Regions from separate parts of the Pan troglodytes genome. Here region 2 is linked to region 1. The links are chromatin contacts, called in public Hi-C maps. All regions are on one chromosome and are shown on one strand. The core of a region is the stretch at or near the end of the contact, and the rest is flanking DNA. Distances in the headings are between cores, read along the strand shown.

What was found. Hi-C and Micro-C count contacts between places; a contact is called where the count stands out from the background.
Region 2: a contact with region 1 is called in a Hi-C map of induced pluripotent stem cells, with 4 times the contacts expected there. The contact joins the promoter of NEUROG1 here to the promoter of PITX1 in region 1. A contact is called at or near these places in 2 of 7 Hi-C or Micro-C datasets (both in induced pluripotent stem cells).

Annotation. Positions count from the first base shown.
Region 1 is chr4:132,774,063-132,779,157 of NHGRI_mPanTro3-v2.0_pri, forward strand. PITX1 (paired like homeodomain 1) reads right to left here and starts at 2,642. Exons shown (of 3, transcript XM_001168135.6): 1 at 1,971-2,642. The coding sequence starts at 2,139.
Region 2 is chr4:133,269,020-133,274,114 of NHGRI_mPanTro3-v2.0_pri, forward strand. It overlaps NEUROG1 (neurogenin 1), which reads right to left and starts at 1,921. Exons shown (of 1, transcript XM_003310829.5): 1 at 167-1,921. The coding sequence starts at 1,575. The coding sequence ends at 862.

The sequences.
Region 1 (5,095 bases), core at 1,392-3,891:
CGCGGGCCTGCGTTCCTGGCTGGGCAGGGCCTGCACCCTTAGCTCGGCTCAGATTCTGGCCCTGCTGCTGATGTTCCCAGCAAATGTATGCTTTTTGTTTGTTTGTTTTGCGAGCTCTTAGGGGGTCTAAATCTGAGGGGGTCTCTGCTTTTCTGAACTAGGATCAGATCTTTCCAGCCTAAAGCCCCTCCACTTTCTTCTCCTCAGGGGTGTATGGGAGCCCCACTGGGCAGGCACAACACAGCCGGGTTCTCGGCCTTGCTTCCAGGCCTCCAGTCCCAAAGCCTAGAAAACCCCACCAACTGCAGCCCAGACAGACAGACTCTGTCTAAGTGACCTCGGGCTTTAGTCTGTCTCTCTTTGAAGCTACACAAAACACACGCAGTCATAGAAACATTAATACATAAAGAAAAAGAGTTTAAAAACAAAACACAGAAGCCCAGAAAAGCTCACAGCTCTATGCCTAAAGACACTGAAAGGGCCACAAATTCTCAAAATCAGACAGGAAGAAACACAGAGCAAATGTAAATTAAGAAGCCAGAAAGCTCCGTACAAACACACCCCTAACTAAATACAGAGCTGTAAGTGTATAAACTCCAGGTTGACAGAAGCATTTATTTCTCTGGGATTTAAAAAAATAATGTACCGTTGTAGATAGATTTTTAACTCCTTCCCAATAAGGCCCTTGTAGAGATAATTTTTAAATCCCAGAGAAACACATTATAGTTAGATAATTTAAATTCCCCAAATAACACCACTGTAAATGGATTTTGAGAAAATTCCGGAGAAACGCGCCATTTTGGATTGACTTTTTAAAATCTCCGGAAGAATAATGTTGCATGTAGATATTTTAAATTCCAGACCTACACTTCGTATGTTAATTCTTTCAGAATCGAAAGATACAGTTAAAATTAATTCATCCTCATAGATTTGGTTCAAAAAATCAATCTACGATTATATATCTCTCTAGGTTTTAAAAATAAAACCAACCAAAGACCGCGCTTAAAACTTTTGAAAACAAAAGTATAGTTCAGCGTTGATTATGTTTTAACCAAGCAAACAACTTCTCAGAAAAATCACTTAGGGATGCAAAAGAGAAACAGATACTAAGAAAGTGGAGAGAAACATTCAGCTGTGTATTAAGAAATGAACGCAGAAGAGGCGCCCACACCGGGGAGCTCGGAGCCCCTCGGGAACCCAGCCGGCTGCGCTGGGCAGCGGATTCGCTGCCCCACTGCCCGCGCCGGCCACCCGCGGGCCCAGTTCGCTGCTGGAAAAAAGCTCCAGCTCGGACAAAAAAGGCAGCGCGGAGGGAGACGCGCAGGAGCCGGGGCGGGGGCCAGAGCCGGGCTGCTCCGGGCTTCGGCCGCGCACGTGGGCCGGATCCCTTGATCGGGGTTCCGGCTGGCCTTGCTGGGAGTCCGGCCGCGCCTGTTGGCCCGCTCGCCCTCACCGTCCTCTGTGTCTCCCTTCTACTTGATGACCCCTCTCCCCCCGTTTACCCTTCCCGCCCGCCCCTTCTCTTTGGTCTCTTTCATTCTGTCGTCTACTGTCACGGTGTTAACCTCCCTGTCTCTCTGAGTGCGTTCTCTCGCCCGTCACCCCTATTCCTTTCTCGGTCTCCTCCTCTCCCTTCGTCCGAGCCGCTCCTTAGCGCCCAGTTGCGCAAATCAAATTTTTTCCCGTTCTATTTACTCCTGATCAAGAGGGGCTGTCAGTCCAACCCTCCAGCTGTAGGCTCGTGCATCTGCCAGTCTCTTGGCGCGTGGGGACCGCGTGGAAGTGCCTTCGCGTGTGCGTAAGTTTCCGCGTTCACCGTCAGGTCGAGAACGGGAAAAAGAAAGCTCCTGACGCTTCTGGGGCGGAGAGGGAGCTTGGTTGCGCGGCGCGGGCGTCAGGCCCTGCTCCCAGCTCCCCGTGCTCCGCGCCCGGGTAGGCTCTGTGCGCGCCGCGCGGGGAACGGCGCTTACCTGGCAGCTCCGTGTCAGACGACTCGCTGGCGGAGTTCTCGAGCGGCTCGCGGGGGTCGGCGGGCCGGGCCAGGTGGAAGGCGGGCCCCATGTCATGGGGTGGCGGCGGCGGCGGCCGGAGCCCCTCCGGCAGCCGCTCCAGGCTCATGCCCCCCTTGAAGGCGTCCATGGAGGTGGGGACCGCGGCGGGCGCTCCAGGGGCCGGGGCTGGGCGCGCCCCGCCGCCCTGGCTGCGACCTGCGGGGACAAGAGCGCAGCGCCTAAGCGGCTGCCCTCCAGGGCTGCCGGCGCCTGCAGCGACGCCGTGCCCGCCCCATGGACCGCCCGGGGCTGCGGCGCCGGGCTGGCAGAGGCGGCGGCAGCTTCTCGCGACCGGGCGCCTGGCTCAGCGCTCCGCGCTGCGCTCCTGCCGCTCGGGCCTCAGCCGCTCGGGCCTCAGCAGCCCGGCCGGCCCCGGCTCCGGCTCGCGATCCGGGGCCGGTTTCTAAGGCTCCGGACGGCGCCGGCAGAGTCTGTCTTAAAGCGACAGCGCGCACAGCCAGGTTCCAGCAGTCCCTGCGCCAGGGGTGCTGGGTGGGGTGGGCCTGGGTGGGAGGGGGCTGGGGAGGGAGCGAGCGAGCGAGGGAGCGCGGGCGGAATCCAGCCCCAAGCCGCCCGCGCCGCCGCGCCCTCTCTGCCGCCCTCCCTCCCTCCCTGCCTCGCCCGCGCCCTCCCCCTCCGCAGCCACCTTCCCGCCGCCTCCCCGCCCCCCGCGGCCTCGCCGCGCCTCTCCCTCCTTCCCCGGTGACACACCGAGTTCTCCCTCGGCCTCACAAAAGAAACGCATCTGGCCTGCAAGTCCCGGGCGGCTCGTGCACACCTCAGGCCTCAAATGACTTGTTTCGCCTAGAATCAACTCCCGTCTCGGCCGCCTCGAAGTCCCCAGCCCTGGCGAGAACAGCCCAGGATGAGTGAATGTTTGCCGAACAGGATCGCACCGAGCGGGCGCCTTCGAGCCAGCGCCGGGGCGGGGGCAGAGCCCGGGGCCCGTTCCGGCAGCTCCCAGCGGTGTCCTCGTCGAGGGGCCGCCTGCCCCTCCTTCTCCAGCCTCTTCTCCCGGGAACTCAGCCCGGCTGAGTGACAGCAGCCTGCGCTCTAATGGGCCCCCGGATGCTGCCTCCTAATTAGCTTGGACCTTCTCCCCTAAGGCTGCTTCTCAGGCCTCCCTCTCTGCACCGCAGTCAATTTTCCGGGATTGGGATAGAAATGATGGCTTCTAATCAGACGAAACGTTTCTGCTGGCTCTAGGCGTTTGGAGAATGCAGAAGGAAGACCCCAAGGATCCCAGCCAGACCCCACAGCCTCTTGTACCTCTCCCCTTGTTTTACACCTTACGCCTTGGCCAAATGGGCCAGGCCTGGCCTTGGCAGGCATGGGGTTGGCCTTGGCAGCCTTTGCCCTCCTTCAGGGTAGCTTTGTCCCAGCCTGGGGCCTGCGTCCTGGCTTCCCAGGGCTTCAGGCACAGGCCTGGTAAGCCAGGTGACTGCTGTCTCCCAACCCTAGGCCAGCAGCCCAGGAAGCCCTCAGTCTTCCAGTTTCTCTCCCACACAGTGGTAGCTGAGCTGCAGCTCCAATGGGCCTTCACTGGGCACAGGCAAAGACATTACTCTCCCACTCCTAAGAGTGATTCCCTCCTCGAGTCCTTGCACGTAGGTGAAGTTTGTCGAAGGATTTTGCTCAACAATTGTTAGCTGGCCCCGAGACCTCAGCGTCTTGAGCAAACAGGCCACAGCTGGGGCGGCAAGGCGCCGCCCTGACCTGCTCCTCTGGCCATAGGCGGACCCCAGACTGCCCTCTGCCCCTCACCTGTGATCAGCTCCACCAGACACAGCAACCCAAGGGAGCTGCGCCAGGATTGTCTGCCTGGGAAAGAAGCAGGGAGGTGTCCAGTGTCCTCACCCCAAAACCCAGTGCCTCCTCAACTCCTGGGTGGGTGGCACTGACTGCGCAGGTATCAGCGTCTGGGGCACTCTGCAGGTTCTGCCTTTGAGTCCTCGCCTTACCCCTTCCCATCACAGGGAGACACCCAGGGTCAGCTGAGCTCCTTGTGGGGGCTGCTGGGGCCAGGGTCAGGCATGCAGGGTGGAACCAGGCCTGCCTTCCATTCCCTCCACGTTAGTCCAAAGCACCCCCACCCCCACCCCCATCCCCACCCCCACCCCCATCCCCATCCCCATCCCCATCCCCTGCTCTGGGCCGTGGAGAGACAGCACAGCTCCTTAGGGCCTGGTCCTTTCTCACTGTGGGTCTGTGACCACAGGATGCAGGGTCTGAGGCCAGAGGGAGGACACTTCTCAGGGGTTTGGACTGGGGAGGCTCAGTGACTCCTGCCTTCTTCCAAGCTGAGATCTCCCTCCATGAAATGAGTCTTGGCTACGGGGAGGGGAACATGGGGAAGCACAGTTGCCCAGCATTTGCTCTCAGCCCCACCTTTGCCATGTTTCTTGGCCACCTTTACCACGAGTCTCCTGCAGTAGAAGATCCCTCCTTTCAAGGAGATATTCAGGTGTTGCAGCATGCTAGGGAGTGTCCCTTCACACACCATTCTCTTTTTAGCTGTCTTACCAAAAAGAACAGCCTGAATGCAGACAGCATGGGGGCACGCACACACACACACATCCTGTACATCCATGCGGAGATGCTGTACACACACATGTATTCACTGCACTATGGAAGTGCTGAGTTTAGGCATATATGTGCTACTTGGCATGAACGCGGGCTGGCAGGGGATAGGAGGTGTGTTCTAACCCTGCCACATGTCAGGCCAAGGTGGGAAGCACAGTGCGTCTCTGGGTAGAGACTTAGAAATGAATGGTCTGTCTGTGGGCCTCTAGAGGAGGTTAGGACTCACAGCCTTCTCACTTGCCTTCTCACTTCCCAGAGGGACCAAAGTGACTCTTTGGGCCATCCCCCAATGGGGACTATTCTGTGAGCAGCACTCACTGCTTAGTCTGAGGGGTGCGTTTCCTCACTGTTAGTGCATTTAATGCAGTTATTGAGCACCTGCTGTGTGCCCCTCTGGGCCCAAACCTCTGGCAGGGCTCCAGGCAGGCACAATAGTCCCTTTATTTGGTGATCTTGATGCC
Region 2 (5,095 bases), core at 671-3,170, 490 kb after region 1:
CCGTTTCTTGGTGGAAATCAGGTGCGTTTTATTTTTAAATTGTTTTTGAAACAGGAACGGAGGCTTTGGAGGTGAGTGGGATAGTGTTTCACTTTAGTGGTTGAGCCAGCAGGGAAAAGCAAGAAAAGCCCTAGAGACACTAATATTAGGCAAGAAACTTGGCGACTTATTTTTAGTTTTTATTTACAGGAAGCGTCTGCAGTACAAAAATGTAAACTTTGATAGCTCATAATAGAATAAACTCTTTATGTACAAAAATACATTTTCATATGAATGAAGCATCTTGAATAAATTAAAGTACTCTCCAGCCCTGTGCCTGAATAGCTAAGCAAGAGTCTCCAGTTCTTCCTAGAGCGAGCCTGCAGTGGTGGGGGTCGGGATCCATAATGCATGAAGCCCACTCCTTGTCTCTGCTTTTTAAGCCTTTTCATTGTATTGTCAGCCGGCTCAAACCGAATTTTCATGCTCGTTTTTCTTCATTAGAGTTCTACAAATTGTAAAATTGACTTTTCACCTCGTCTTCAGGGGCTGATCTGTCCCTTTTCTAAATCACACTGAAGTGGTGGCTGGGGTCAGTTCTGAGCCAGTCACAAAGGAGGTTTTGTGGAGTTCAGAAAGTGCAAAAGGAAAGGCCGTCTAGGGGCGGGCAGGAGGGGCGCTGGGCTGAGGGCCGGAGAAACAGACCAAGAAGCATCCGCCGCGAGGGTGCGGCGACCTAACAAGCGGCTCAGGTATCCCCGACTGCTTTAAAGCTCCCGCTTCCTCCCTCCGCCTGGAGAGGGGGTCCCGAGGCGGCAGCTGGGGCCCCATCTATTGCCTGCTGACTAGGGGAGGGGGAAAGTAACGGTGTCTATAAAGGGCCTAGTGGTAAGGGATGAAACAGGGCGTCGTGTGGAGCAAGTCTTTGGGCAGGCTTGGGAAGGAGAAAACAGGGTCGCCGGGGCGGTAGGTGAAGTCTTCGGAGGCGGCTGGGCTACTGGGGTCAGAGAGCGGGGAGGCGGCGGCGGCACCTGAGCCCCAGGACTCCGCGTCGCTGGCGGGGCTTGGGGGACCGGGCAGGCAGGGGACGCACTGCGGCGGCAGGAGGCGCTCCCGGGCACCGCCTCCGGGCAGCCCTTGATCCGCCAGGCGCAGTGTCTCGGCCAGAGCCCAGATGTAGTTGTAGGCGAAGCGCAGCGTCTCGATTTTGGTGAGCTTGGTGTCGTCGGGGAACGAGGGCAGCACGCTGCGCAGTGCGTCCAGGGCCGCGTTCAAGTTGTGCATGCGGTTGCGCTCGCGATCGTTGGCCTTGACGCGCCGGCTCCTGCGCAGCGAGTGCAGCAGCGCCTCGGAGCGGACCCGCGTCCGGCCGCGGCGCCGCCGCCTCTCCTGCTCGTCGTCCTGTGCCCCTGGAACCTCAGACGCCCGGGAGATATTGGGCGCGCCCCTGCGGGCCGGCGCGGGCGGCCCCGAAGCGGAGGCTGCCTGTTGGAGTCTGGCACAGTCTTCCTCGTCGGTGAGGAAGCCGGATAGGTCACTGCCGCTGCTGCTGGCGCAGTCGAGGTCGGAGATGCGGGTCTCAAGGGGGGCTGGCATCGTTGCGCTGTGCAGGACCGACGGACAGATAGAAAGGCGCTCAGAGCGCTGCAGCCCGGACTGAGGGCAGAGCCGCCAGGGCGCACTTACGTTCCCAACAGCCTGGGGTTGTTACTCTGTGCCAGTTGCGGGTGCGAGAGCCTGGAAGGGTGCAGGGGCGCACGGAGAACTTGGCCTGGCCTCCTCGCCTCGCCTGCAGGGGCCACGCGCCCGGCCGGTCTCCTGAGTGATGTCGCCGGCGATCAGATCAGCTCGTGTGAGCACCGAGTGTGGCACACGACTGGCCTCAGGACCCCTTAAGTACCCGGCGCAACAATGGGCGCCCCCCTCCCTTGCCACCTCCGCCCCCGCGGCAGCCCGGGTGAATGGAGCGAGGCGGCAGGTCATCTCCGTGCAGCGCCCGGGTATTTGCATAATTTATGCTCGCGGGAGGCCGCCATCGCCCCTCCCCCAACCCGGAGTGTGCCCGTAATTACCGCCGGCCAATCGGCGGCGTCGCGCGGCCCCCGGAGTCGGCTCGGGCTAAGCCGGCCAGGGCGTCTCTAGGCAGTGAACAGAGGCGGGGGCGGCGGGCGATTAGCGGCCGAGGCACGCTCCTCTTGGGGCGGGCTGGACGCCCCTCGCTGGGGTGGGACGGGGAGGCGGGGCGCGAGCGCGAAAGTGTGAGCCGCCCAGTGAGTTGCGGAAACCTGGAGGGTACTTGGAGTTTGGCTTCGCATCCCCTCTCCAGCTGCTTAGTGGTCGCGTGACTTTGGACGAGTAATTTAACTTCCCTGAGCATTGCTTTCCCCACCTGTAAGATGAGACAAAAGTTTACCCTGTGGAGGATGATCAGATATAATGTTTGTGGAACACTAAATGTGCAGCATCCGCTGAACAGGGTGAAAATCATTTTTAAATAGACTGGAGAGTGGCCATGCCAGAGGCACAGGGCGCAGGGCAAGGATAAGTGTCGCTGCTCCGTTCAGGCTGATGAAGAAACGGGAAAGAATCTGTTGACCTTCATCTGGGGAGTGCGAAGAGGAGAGTGGAAAAGAGGATCGGGTGATTTCCCAGGTTGCCTTGAGTCTTGGTCTCACCCTTCCCTTCTTTCCCTTCCCTTCTCCACCCTCCTCCGCACCTCTGCCCACAAGTCACCTCAAGATTCTTAATAAGAATTAATAATATGAGAATTTATATAAATAATAATATGAGAATATAATTATTAATATGAGAATTTCCTTTTCTTCGGCGTTCCTGAAACCTTGCCTGCCCCATGCCCGGAGAAATCCGTTGCACACCGTCTCTTGAAGCCCTGCTTGCAGCCTCTGTGGCCCTCTTCAGGTCGAGCCAGCCAGGGGATCCAGCTCCCCTGGCCCGAGAGAGAGCTGGCCTCTGGAGGGCAGCAGGTGACAGTGGAACCCCTTTCCTCCAAACCCCCTCCCGCCTTCGGTGTCTTAAACTCGCCTATTCCAGCAGGTCTTCCCTCTGCTTGTCAGGAGTTACTTTTCTCTTGTCACCTACACTCACCCAGGAGCCACAGTGGCCCAGACATCACCCAACTTTGTACTTGGAGGATAAATAGTAAGGAACAGCACTCGATTATAGGATGAGGGTATTAAAAACAAAATGAGCAGCTTTCAGCAAAGTGCCTGCCCCCCACCTGATATCCAAGTGGTAGCCTCAGGCCGGATGCCTGGCCTGCTGCCCTGGGAGCCTAGCTGACTCTTTGGGTTGGGGGGGGATTGGCCCCTTTGAGAAAGGGGGCTGTGTAGTGGCAGTTCCCACCTCGACTCACTGACCAGCGCTTGCCTTCTGGCTCAGGGGACTCTGCCCAGCTGTCCCCTTCCCCGACTGCACCCTGCAGGTACCCCTGATCTCAGTGGAAGGCTAGGACACAGTCATATATAAGGGCTTGAGATTTATTAGAAGTCACAGCAAGTGGCTTCGACCAGCTCACTCAGGAAAGGGCAGTTGTTGGATGGATACGGGGGCTTCTCAAGAACTCAAGGGCTTCGAGGACTTGTGTAAACCAGCAGGAGCCCAAGGGTCCTCTCTCTGCCCCCCACCTCTGTTTCTCTCCCTGTGTCAGCTTCCTTTCTTTGGACTGCCACAACAAAATTCCACAAACTAGGGGGTTTAAGGCAACAGAAGTTCATTCTCTTACAGTTCGAGAGGCCAGAAGTCTGTAAGCAAGTTTTTGGCAGGGATGGCTCCTTTTCGGAGGCTCTGAGAGAAAATCTGTGACATGCCTCTCTCGCAGCTTCTAGTGGTGGCTCCTGGCCATCTTGGCCATTCATTGATTGGCAGCTGTGTCACTCCAATCTCTGCCTCCTTTCTTCATGCGGCCTTCCTCTCTGTGTCTTCTCCTTCTCTGTCTCTTGTAAGGACACTTGTCATTTGATTTAGGGCCCAGCTAATCCAGGATGATTTAATCTTGCAACCCTTGCCTTCATTATATCTGCAAAGATGCTTATTCCAAATAAGATCCCATTCTGAGATTCTGGGTGGACATATCTTATGGAGGCCCACTATTTCAACCCACTACAACAAATGGTTTTCCAAATTCCTGAATGAGAGAATTGGTTTGGCCAGTGTCACTTTTTTGGCTGACAGGTACCTGAAGAGCTTTCCTGTTGAGAAATTTGAATGCATGAGAACCCCTTCCCCATTCCTAGCAATTAGGGTGTGGCCAAAAGATTTTAGTACAGGCAGTTAGCTGCCCCATTTGCAATTTAGGCTCAGAGCTGGTGACAGTCTAGAGTTCACTTGTGTCATGGCAACAACCCAGGAGAGCCAGTGACCAGTGGTGGAAGAGGTGGCCAGGAACCAGTGGACATCCTGTCTGAACTCTTCCCAGGGCCAGCCCTTGTTCCATCTGTTTTTTGAGCCTGGTTCTCCAGCCTTCCCACTGATTGCATGAGCCCTCCCATAGTGGGCCTTTCGTGAGTGGGGCTTTTCTACTTCAGATAGCCAGGATTAGTGTCTGCGGTTTCATAAATAAAACACCAAGTTAAATCCTCAGGTTGCTGAAGCATAGAGAATTATCCTTGTATTATTTTGAAGTAATCCATTGGCTATGTTGATTGCCTGTGCTGGGCCAGGCACTGTGCTGGACACTGGGGTGACAGGGGTGATAAACTTGGCTGATGGGTATCATGGGCTCTGAGTCTTGCAAGCCAGGGTTCAGTGCCAGCAGAACCTTTGGAAATTATTCATCTATCCACTGCACCTCATACATGGGAAACTGAGGTGGGAGATGGGGAGGTCTTTTTTCCAGGTTACCCCAGGGATCGCTGGTGGTCAAACTAGGCCAGACTCAAGAGTCCTTTCAGGCCCTACTCTATGTTCTTCCATCATAGTCAATCAACAAATATACATGGAGAACCTACTGCATGCTGCCCTGTGCCAGGTGCTCTGTGGAGTGTGAAGCAGGCCTATAGTCCTAAAGGAGAGGAGATGTAGCATTAGGACTAGAGAGGTGTCGAGGGCCTATTAAGGGAGCAGATCTGAAGAGCATTGTGCACCTCCCAAAGGGAAG